Linked DNA regions of Mus musculus: regions 1 and 2 are each linked to region 3. Evidence: chromatin contacts called from public HiChIP or PLAC-seq and promoter capture Hi-C data. All regions are on one chromosome and are shown on one strand. The core of a region is the stretch at or near the end of the contact, and the rest is flanking DNA. Distances in the headings are between cores, read along the strand shown.

What was found. HiChIP or PLAC-seq counts read pairs in DNA pulled down with a chosen protein or histone mark. Capture Hi-C pulls out chosen DNA fragments and counts their contacts.
Region 1: a promoter capture Hi-C map of adipose tissue shows a contact between it and region 3. The contact joins two enhancer-like sites. A contact is called at or near these places in 2 of 484 Hi-C or Micro-C datasets (cortical neurons and embryonic fibroblasts), 5 of 115 datasets of contacts at active chromatin or transcription factors (embryonic basal ganglia, embryonic stem cells, extraembryonic endoderm stem cells and 1 more) and 3 of 9 other capture datasets (adipose tissue, embryonic stem cells and liver).
Region 2: a FOXA1 HiChIP or PLAC-seq map of pancreatic cancer cells shows a contact between it and region 3. The contact joins two enhancer-like sites. A contact is called at or near these places in 1 of 15 datasets of contacts at CTCF or cohesin (the NIH/3T3 cell line), 2 of 484 Hi-C or Micro-C datasets (bone marrow-derived macrophages and nephron progenitors), 3 of 115 datasets of contacts at active chromatin or transcription factors (epiblast stem cells, extraembryonic endoderm stem cells and pancreatic cancer cells) and 2 of 9 other capture datasets (embryonic stem cells and embryonic tail).

The regions. Positions count from the first base shown.
Region 1 is chr17:13,865,993-13,869,637 of GRCm38.p6, reverse strand. All of the region lies in intron 22 of Afdn (afadin, adherens junction formation factor), which reads right to left. Among named protein-coding and RNA genes, the nearest start is that of Gm7168, 81 kb to the left of the region's middle. Within about 2 kb of position 2,322, at least 134 of the 459 cell types and tissues checked have an H3K27ac peak or open chromatin away from gene starts, as enhancers often do. A contact at or near this core is called in adipose tissue, embryonic fibroblasts and pancreatic cancer cells, where this site is marked.
Region 2 is chr17:13,918,954-13,922,239 of GRCm38.p6, reverse strand. No RefSeq gene overlaps it. Among named protein-coding and RNA genes, the nearest start is that of Gm7168, 28 kb to the left of the region's middle. Within about 2 kb of position 1,344, at least 83 of the 459 cell types and tissues checked have an H3K27ac peak or open chromatin away from gene starts, as enhancers often do. A contact at or near this core is called in pancreatic cancer cells, where this site is marked.
Region 3 is chr17:13,473,318-13,476,731 of GRCm38.p6, reverse strand. No RefSeq gene overlaps it. Among named protein-coding and RNA genes, the nearest start is that of Rnu6, 43 kb to the right of the region's middle. Within about 2 kb of position 1,836, at least 44 of the 459 cell types and tissues checked have an H3K27ac peak or open chromatin away from gene starts, as enhancers often do. A contact at or near this core is called in adipose tissue, embryonic fibroblasts and pancreatic cancer cells, where this site is marked.

The sequences.
Region 1 (3,645 bases), core at 1,073-3,572, 390 kb before region 3:
GGGTTATCGGACCATTAAAGAACCCAACAGGAAGGTCTCAAATGCATCAGAGGCCTAAATTGTAACCTCTTCAAGCGAAGGCAGCACTAACACTTTGTTGTCTCTTTTTTAAAGCATAGGAACTTAGTCAGGGTTTCTATTCCTGCACAAACATCATGACCAAGAAGCAAGTTGGGGAGGAAAGGGTTTATTAGGCTTACACTTCCATACTGCTGTTCATCACTAAGGAAGTTAGGACTGGAACTCAAGCAGGTCAGGAAGCAGGAGCTGATGCAGAGGCCATGGAGGGATGTTCCTTACTGGCTTGCTTCCTCTGGCTTGCTCAGCCTGCTCTCTTATAGAACCCAAGACTACCAGTCCAGAGATGGTCCCACCCACAAGGGGACTTCCTCTCTTGATCACTAATTGAGAAAATGCCTTACAGCTGGATCTCATGGAGGTATTTCCTCAACTGAAGCTCCTTTCTCTGTGATAACTCCAGCTGTGTCAAGTTGACACAAAACTAGCCAGTACAATTGACCCCTTGTCAACTTGACACACAAACACATCACTAGTAAGCCTCAACCCTTACATTCTTATTCATCCCCAAGATCTAAATAACTTTAAAAGTCCCACAGTCTTTACATATTCTTAAAATTTCAATCTCTTTAAAATACCCATCTCTTTTAAAATCCAAAGTCTTTTTAGAATTAAAAATCTCTTATCTGTGGGCTTCACTAAAATAATTTCTTCCTTCAAGAGGGAAAATATCAGGGCACAGTCACAATCAAAAGCAAAAATCAATCTCCAACCGTCCAATGTCTGGGATCCAACTCATGATCTTCTGGGCTCCTCCAAGGGCTTAGGTCACTTCTCCAGCCAGGCCCTTTGTAGCACACGCGTTGTCCTCTAGGCTCCAGATGCCTGTACTCCACTGCTGCTGCTGCTCTTGGTGGTCATCTCATGGTACTGGCATCTCCAAAACCAGTACCACCTGGGTGACCCTTACACATTAACAAGTCCCGCTGCAGCAGGAGTACAACCTTGACTATCTTTGGAACACAGCCTCTTTGTGCTTTCAGAAAACACTTCTCAGAAGATGTCACCTCAACGATGCTGGTCTCTTCTTAATCACCGCTAATTGCTTAGCTCCAGCTAACCTGCATCAAAAGCTCCTTTCTCTGTGATAACTCCAGCTGTGTCAAGTTGACACAGAACCAGCCAGTACAGGAACCTTATGATTTAATCTAAGATTTAAAAACTTAAAACTCGGGTATTTAGTTTAAAAGAACTAACTGTAACATCATTAAGGCAGTAATTAGCCAATTGTTTCTTAAAAAAATATTGCAATATATAGTAAAAATATGCTGTAATATATAGTAGTAAAAAGCAGTAATTAGCCAATTGTTTCTTAAAAAAATATTGCAATATATAGTAAAAATATGCTGTAATATATAGTAGTAAAAATAAACACAGTAGTAAATATTTTAATATATTTAAACTATAAGTTGATATTTTCATGTTTTAAAAAAGAACAGCACATCAAAAAGCTGTGGAGAAAGTCTACTCTGAAGCTATCAAATGTAGCCGAAAGTTATGAGCACCTGACTATGTCTGCTTTTGCAAATTATACAACGGCAGTTACCATTTAAAGCCATTTCTACCATATTATAACTAGTAGGGCTAAATCTTATGGGTTTTTTTTTTCCTGAATAAAAAAATATCATAAGAACTTCACATTTTTATGAACCTTAAATATTTGCAACATAAACAGAGAACAACAACAATCTGGGTATGTAATTACAAGCTACGTTACAAGCCTCACTCTAGATGAGCAAGTTAATTATTAACAGGTTTGAACAAGCCAGAGTGCAGGAGGAAGCATTCTTTAAGGATCAGTTTGCACAAGAACATTCAGGACAACACCCTGAAGAAACTCACCACTGATTCTGCCCTTCCGACAACAGAGAACCACATGTTATCTCCAGGACAACAGCCTCGAGCTGGAGACTAGTTGTCTACTTCTCTCAGTTCCCACAGCAAGCAGCACAGCTGGCTTTTCGGGACTGGCTGGCCACAATGCCGACTGGGTGCTGTGACACTGTATGGCATTTATCAACAGGAACTGGAACCAACGCAACACTCAGGTTCTTATGCAACCCAGCCACTCAGATTTTCATTCCCTTCGTCCTTTACTAAACTTTAAAGGGTTATAAAAATGAACGGGAATTGTTTGTATTTTAAAAATCCAAATTAAACAGGAAGCGTCGGCACGGTGCTATCCCACAGACGAGTAAGAAGTAGCATGCTGAACTCTCCAAAAGCAATGTCTCCAAAAGTAAACTGCAAACCCACATCGCTTCCAAATCATCTGGATTTCATAATGTTTAACCACCATGTGGAGGGCAAGGAGAAGAACTTAATATCAAAACACGGTTCTGGGTTACAGCAACAGAGACATGCAGCAATTAAAAAAGGGAAGAGGCCTGAGTTAGACACTCAAATTTGCAGCAAACAACAGAAAGGTTTGGGGTGACAGGAAAATACAGTGGGCTGGGTGGAAGTAAGAGCTACATGGAATAAGCAGCTACTGCCAGTGTTTTTGATGGCTTCTTACTCAATCATGAGGGAACACAATCATCACTAAGTCTTAAAGGCACAGAGACAGACAAGCCCATAGGCCTGCAGAGCCCTCAGGCCGAGGGCAGCCTACAAGTAGCTAAGCAGGAGACAGGGCTGACCATCCCAACATGTACCAGAGGTCATCACTATTATCTATATAGACCTAAACACTTCTCACCTGTGCTGTGCTGTCCAGCAGCTGTCCACCCAAGGCGACCTGTGCTTTCTTTGGCTGAGCCTTCCTTCCTATACTATAAACATGACACATACAGAGTGGAATAGGCACAGTGAAACGCTATTTACCTGTGTCGTCCAGAAAACAGATGTTAGGGATACTATTATTCATATATTAAAAATGGCACACTGTCCAGTTTACAAAGTATTTTTAGTTATTTCATTCAGAGTGCCCAATTACCAATTCCTAAATTTTATCTCTGGCTCTAACTTTTTGAGCTCCATTTTCCAATCCCCTGCTAGAAAACACATTAGTTTATCTTACCAGGATCCCAAAATTTCAAGTGTGACATATTCAATCCTGAACTTACAATTAACCTCCACCAACTTCTGCCTGTTCTTTTTCTGACAGTTTTGCCTTCAGGACCCAGCGGCTCAAGTCAGAACCAGATTCTCTGTTTCTCCCCTCAATTCATCCCATCTGAGCACTGCCATGCAGCAAGTATCTACCACCACTGACCATGACCAAGGAACTACCTGCCACTCATCAAGGCAGGAGATAACACATTCCCTCACAAGGGTCTGGTACATTTCTGCTACTGATTACCTCTGCCACCTCTGCTACTAGGATCTTTCATTGCAAAATGAGTGCAGAAACCCTGTGAATTAGCTACTTTTCTCCTGCTATAAAAAGAAAAGCCAAAAACTCAAAACAACAACAATAAAAACAAACAAAAAATGATAAAAGCAACTTAAAAGATAGTTTTTGTTCGTGTCTCATGGTTTGAGGCGGTTAAGTCCATCATCACTGTTGAAAAGCTGTGGCAGCGAGAAGAAGAGGGGCCTGGTCACACTGAATCCACAGTTAAG
Region 2 (3,286 bases), core at 95-2,594, 450 kb before region 3:
TTGACACCTGAAAAAAATCTGCATCCTGCCAAGCTACTGAGGCCTGCTTTGAGTGTTCAGCCACCATTAAGAAAATAGCAGTATTTGGGGCTTGGTAATATGGCCCAGTATTTAAGGGCACTTCAAGACAAGCGTATGGATCCTTGCACCCATATAAACTAGGTGTGGTCTTGGGTGCACCTATGATGTGTGTTGGGGCAGAGATGGAAGTGGCTTACTGGCAGCCAGATGAAAAGTTCAAGCTGCAGGTTCAGGGAGAGATGCTGTCTGAAAAGACTACAGTGAGGAATGACAGAGAGTAATCCCCAGCACCCTCCTCTAGCCTGTGTGTGTGTGTGTGTGTGTGTGTGTGTGTGTGTGCGCGCACGTACAAAAATACAAACATGTACACATACACACATACTATACTCACACACACACAAAAAGGACAGAGATGTTGTGTGCCATACTACAAGTGTATAGTATAAAGAGAAGACTCAGGGAGGTTGTTGTGGGATGGGAGAACAGGACCCAAAGCATGGAGCTGGCCAGGAGGTCAAACCCCTCTGCAAATCCCAAGGAGACCAGCCGAGCCCAGGGAGTGGAGGTTGCAGGGTAGGAGATGAAATGAAAGAAAAGAGGCAGAGGCAGAGGAAAAGGCAGGGGACAAAGGTCTTCTTAGGAGCATGGCACATGTCCTGCTGAGCCTGGGGGGTCAAGTCTCACTGGAGTCTCATGCTATCACCACCGTGATTTCCTGTATGTCAAAAACATCACTGTCAACCTCAAAGCCCTTAGCTTTTGGAAAAAGAAAGGCCGAAGGGACACTGCCCTTGATAAAACCTAAAGGGGAGGCTGAGTTGGGTGGGATCCTTAGCTGATGGACGTGTTAACACAGATACTGTGGCCACACTCAAGCCCAGTCCTGTTGGTCTTGCCCTGCTTCATGAAGGAGCACCACCCTAAAAGTCAGCTTCACCTGGGCTCCAGAGCTGAGAACTGGGTGTCCCTGCAATGCCTGCCACTGTCCTCTGCCTTCAGATGTGTCCCCAACAGGAACCATCCACAGACTGAATGTGAAAGGACGTTACCAGCTCTGTGACTCAAATGTTTCCTTTCTGCTCCTACAACAGCAAAGAGCTTTCAGTCATCGACCACACAGAAGGTAGCTCAGCAGTGGACCGGCCCTGACCCCTGAAATTTCCACACAGGGCAGCCAGCTCTGTGCCACACACATTTTTAATTCAACTGTAGCAGATTTGTTCACTAAGTTGTAACAAGAATCCATTTCCTGGTATACTGGGCATGTGAGGCATCTCAGGCAGGTGAGGAGGAATTTCAAGAATCTGGCTTGTGGCTTCCTGTGCTGACCCTCCCTGGGTCATCTGGATGATGCCTTCTTGACTTAAGGGAAGAGTGAAAGTGAGCTTTGCTCACAGAGCCAGAAGGCCAGTCTCCTGGGCAGAGGAGCAGAAGGCTGTAGAATTCCTTTTGGTTTGTGGATTCTGTTTGGTCTCAGACCCCAGGACAAGGGACTGAGGTGAATATTTTTACATATGGAAGCAGACCTGACCTCCAAGTTATCCCTAACTAGCATACCCTGCCCCCAATCATGAACTTTCCAGGCCAGGCCCTTCCCTCATATAGGGCTCCTCCCTACATAATCCAGACATTTTGGTCTCCTTCTCCCCTTTCTCCCCCCATCCCATCATTCTGAGCATGTGTTCTGTCTTTCTCTTCCCCCTACCCCTCTCTCCCTTCCCATGGCAACTTCCCTGGCCTTTGTCCTTGGGGCCAGTGAACTCACAGCTTCCCAATAAACCTGCATTTAATATAATCCAATCTGGCTTGAATTGGCTCATTTCACTGGCCGAGAAATAACTTATCAGTTCCTGTCAACTTAGGATTCTATGCTGCCACGAAACTTGCTTGGCTACCCCTTCTGCCAAGCTGGGTTGAAACGCTGATGACCCCTGCTAACCCTAAAGAACTTGCTGCTCTACACCTGTGCCTCAGACCTGGGTGACCCCAGTTACAGTCTTGAATAGCTGGAGGGCTGTCCTGAAGATGCCCATCTATCTTCTACGCAGTCTGAAAGCATCCTCAGTTCAGCTGACACCGTTCAGGTGACTCAGCCAGCTCAGTACCACTGCTGTCCTGAGATGGCTACAGCCTGTATAGTCTGCTTTCTTCCCTTTTCAGATGGGGTCCCTGCACAGAGATTGGGCTTGAGGCAGTCCTAACCCAGCAGGCCTCCAGTCAGCACAGGCTGTGGGGCTCTCTCTCCTGCCTGCCAGCTCTGACCACATAGCTGACTTGGCTTGAGACTGCCAGGCCCAACGAAACTGTTAACAAGTCATACCATACCCAAATGGGACTGGATGCCTCCTTCAGACAGCACTGGACCTGCCCAGCATCTCAGACTACCGAAGCACACTCAGGGATGCTGGAGTACCATTAGCACAGGAGTGAACATGCAGGTGAACAGGAAAGGCTCACATGAGAAAGCAGCCCTGCAATGTTCCCACAAAGGAGGACATGGATATGGAAAAGTGCCAAAAACCAGGGACAGGAGGTGGGACATGACAGACCCACCCACCTGCATTGTACAGACGCTAGCCTTAGAGACAGGGATGGGCTATTTGCTAACCCCGTGGATGAGATTAAGGCCATGATTGAGAAGGGCTAGGGAAGACAGGGATGGGGAGAGGAGGCCAGGAGCCAAGAAGCTACAACCAAAGCTGAGTTTGCTGCTTGCATTTGTTGGGAGTTTATCAAGGTGGCCTAGTAATACCAGTAGCTATTTAGACATGGTCACTGCTGTCGAGACCTCTCATCATTGCTGTGGGGACCCTACTCCAGTATCTATCACCCATATCTTTCTGGCTGTCTGTATCTAAGCAGGCCCAGCCTATCAACACTGACTGTTAAGACAGGTTGTGATCCTCTTGGCTGTTGTTCCCTTTCAATTGTCTATGGTGGTAGACCTCAGCCAGCAGTCAGCACATCTAGAGCTTGCCTATTTTCTGTGTGCCATGCAGTACTTTCTCAAATGCCTGCATTTAGGCACCTTACATCTTCCCAGTGGAAGTCCTTTGTTCTCAGGAACTCTTACCAGGTTCTCAGGAAGGGACTTTTTTTTTTCCTTAAGAACCAGCTGTTCTGTGAAGATCAAAATGTTTTCCTGATGGTTTTATTTTGTTTTATCTTTTCAAGACAAGTTTTCTCTGTGCAGCCCTGGCTATGCCTCTGCCTCCCAAATGCTGGGATTAGAGGTATACACCACCATTGCTCAGCTGAAAACGCT
Region 3 (3,414 bases), core at 587-3,086:
TTTTTGTGAGTGCTCCTTAGCCTTAGTAATCGTGTCAGGCCTTGGGACCTCCACTTGAGCTCCCACTTTGGGAGTTAAGAGGTCAGATGGGGTCGGTGGTGGGAGCACCCACGTGGAGACAGGGTGGGGTGAGGAGGAGGTGTGGGATGTGGAGCAGTCAGAGGGTGGATGGGGTAGCGGGGAATGGAATATGGAGTGTAAAAAATAAGCTAAAAATAAAATAAATTTTTAAAAAGAAAAATCTACATAGTAATAATAATAATAGCTATTATTATTACTTAGGGCACTAGGCAAACAACCCACTATAATATTTGTATTCTTACATATATGTATTATTATTTAGAGAATAAATGCATTTTTGTCTATTCATTAAAAAAAAGAAAAAAGAAACTGCTAAGCTCTGTGAATGTACTGTTGTCCAGTAAATCAGACACTGTGGAAAACATACCGGTGTGTTTATTGGCATTGCATGATCACGACAGGCAGCAAGAAGAGCTCCGTGTGGGCACGAAGGAGATGGGGAATACGAGACGATCAGTGCCAGGGTGTCTAGGCACACCAGAACTTGAGGGGGCACATAGATTCTCCCCTAATGCCTCCAGGTGTGCAGCCTTGCCAGCACCCAGATTTCTGCCCAGTGACAGAGTTATGGGCCTCTGGCTTGAGAGAAAGGGTCCTTCTGCCCTGTCTGCCCAGACCTCCAGGTGCTTCACGGTGTAGCCATCGGACCTAACACACTTGGGACTTGACTTTCACAGTCTAGCAACAGAAAGGAGTGTCATTTAGTTTCCAAGTAATTGGAGGTTATTCAGAGTTCCATTACAGATTGCAAATTTAGTTCCCATGTGTGCGTTTGGTGTCAAGATCTAATCCATGGCTTTGTGCATTCTAGGGAATTGCTCTACCACAGGGTGGGTATGCCTCCAGTTGGAGGAAGCACCCTGTGTGTGATCTTGGTTCTGGTCACTGTGTAGACTTGATTTAAAGTCCAAAGTATGGCCTGTTTTGATCCATGTTCCATGAGCATCTGGAAATCATTGCAGTCTGTACCATGGACTTAGCAGGCTGCTAATGTCCACTAGGTCAGGTTGGCTTGTGGAGTTTCCAGAGTCCTCTTTCCTGGCTTCTTTTCTCTCTGGCAGAGATGAGAAGGGAGCTTGATGAAGCTGTGGCTTTATCTCTTTTCTTTCTCGTTGGTGGTTTTTTGTTTTGTTTTGAATAGTTATTTATTTTATGTGAGTATTCTATCTGTATGTACTTCTGCATGCCAGAAGGAGGCACCAGATACTTTATAGATGATTGTGAGCCACCCTGTGGTTGCTGGGAATTGAACTTAGGACCTTGGGAAGAACAGCCAGTGCCCATAACCACTGAGCCATCTCTCCAGCCCTCTCACTGGAGTTTATTCATGAGCTTTGGAGCTGTTAGTGAGCACTTCTATCTATAAGTAGTAAGTGGCCATGCCCAGGCTTCCATTCATCTCTCATGCTTCTGAATTGAGCTTATTTGGATCTTTAAGTCTAGACTGGCAGCTCAATATTACATATTTATTTCTGGGACTCACAGACAGCTGCTAACACACAGCAATCAGACCGAGAGTGGACACTGCCTCATTCCCAGGACCGGGGACAGCAGGGATACCCTGGAGCTTGGTTAGTAGCTACTTGTGGTTCCTTCTTCCATGGGCAGTGCCCCAGTAGGCACGTGTGGGCGTGGCTCCAAAATACCCAGGATGTTCTGCATCATATCCATCCTATCAGACATCTGCGTGCGACGCAGGGTGACACAGAGCTCTGACTCAGGACCAGCAGCAGCCAGTCAACCTTCATGACTTTCCTCTCCTCTGGCTTGGTGGCAGTGGGAGGTCCTCTACTGAGACGGGGAGCCTAGGAGAGAACTGGGGGGGGGGGTGAATAGTTGGCAGGCACTGGGGGAAATGGGTGTGCCATCATGTTAGTCACTGCTAAGGAAACGTGCGTGTTCCCAGACTCACTGGACCAATACACCCTGTTTATAACCATCGTGGGAGACTAATTTGACTTGGAACTTTTTTTTTTAAGGGAAGAGTTAGGAAAAGACTGGAATTTGGAGCTGGACTCTCCATCTCTGAGTGTTTTACTTTTGGGTGGGCGATATGCTTTACTGAATAATCACTCTGTGTGTGGGTGGTCAGACAGTTTTCTTCTCCGCTCAAGTCCAACAATAGTTTGACTGAGTGTGAAATTCTCACATTCCTATTCTTTCCCTCGAAGTCTCTATAATCACTGCTTCTAAATTTAGTGTGGCAACTGGGACTTCCATGTGGGCTCGAATCTCCTACCTCTGCGAGCTTCTTCCCTTATCAGGGGACCCAACAGCTTCTTTTGTCTCCTGCCTAGGGAGAGGGAATGGTCCTGCTTGCATAAATGTGTGTCTCCCATAGATGTCCTCCATTCTCTGTGAAGACTGTCTTCCCTTGTCTTAGGGGATTTCTCTCTCAGTCAGAGTTGGCCTCTTCAATCTCCACATGGTTGTGCTTTCTAAGTATATGGCTGAAACTGCGCTTCAGAGAAGCCACCAGAGACTTGCTGGCATCAGATCATGAGCATGTACTGTGACTCTGGATTGGGGGGGGGGGGGCTGCCTGAGGCTGCAAGGGTGTGACCTTGTTCCCTGGGTCTGTAGTACTATCAGCGGTTACTGCAGTTGCTTTGTCCTAATATTGATGGAAATCAGTTCATTTTAATTTTTTTTGAGAGAAAGTTGCCAGGCTGCTGTGGAGTCCAAAACCCCCTGGTCTTAGCCCCAGGTAAAAGCTGTCAAGCCGGACTGGATACAAAGTTTGCAAGCCATGAGTGGAACTACAAGTGTCCCTAAGACCCAATGTCACGGCCACCCCTCACCTCCACCCTATTCAGTTGACCAAAGTCAATGAGGAAGGGCCAGAAAACAAACTCAAAATGGGGAGCAGTCACCCCCAGTCACTTGGCCAAAGTGGTAGCTTGAGCCCTGCAGCAGACTACTGACGTGCCAGTGAACAGTGGGTTTCCTGACCCTTCGTCTCTTAGTTATCTCTTTCTCCCCATTATTAGACATTGGGAGTTGATCCAGGAATATAAATATGACCTATAACTAGCTTCATTAATAGCAAATAGTGCAAAATCTAGTTTTCAGGTCCAGGCAGAGTTTGGGGAAATAGGCTCTGTCTTGGGTACTGCCAAACTCAAGTAGGTAGAGTGTTCTGAGCATGCCCATAGGAGGACAGGTGCCCTCTTACCTGCTGACACTGACCGTGGGTACAAAACACTTTATACCAAGCCAACCTAGGTAGGCCCTTGACACCAACGCTGAGCCATTCATTGAGGCAGCCGTGTGGGGGACTACCAGTTGAAGCTGATGAACTGAAGCAGAGTGTAAATGAGGTTCATGCTAGAT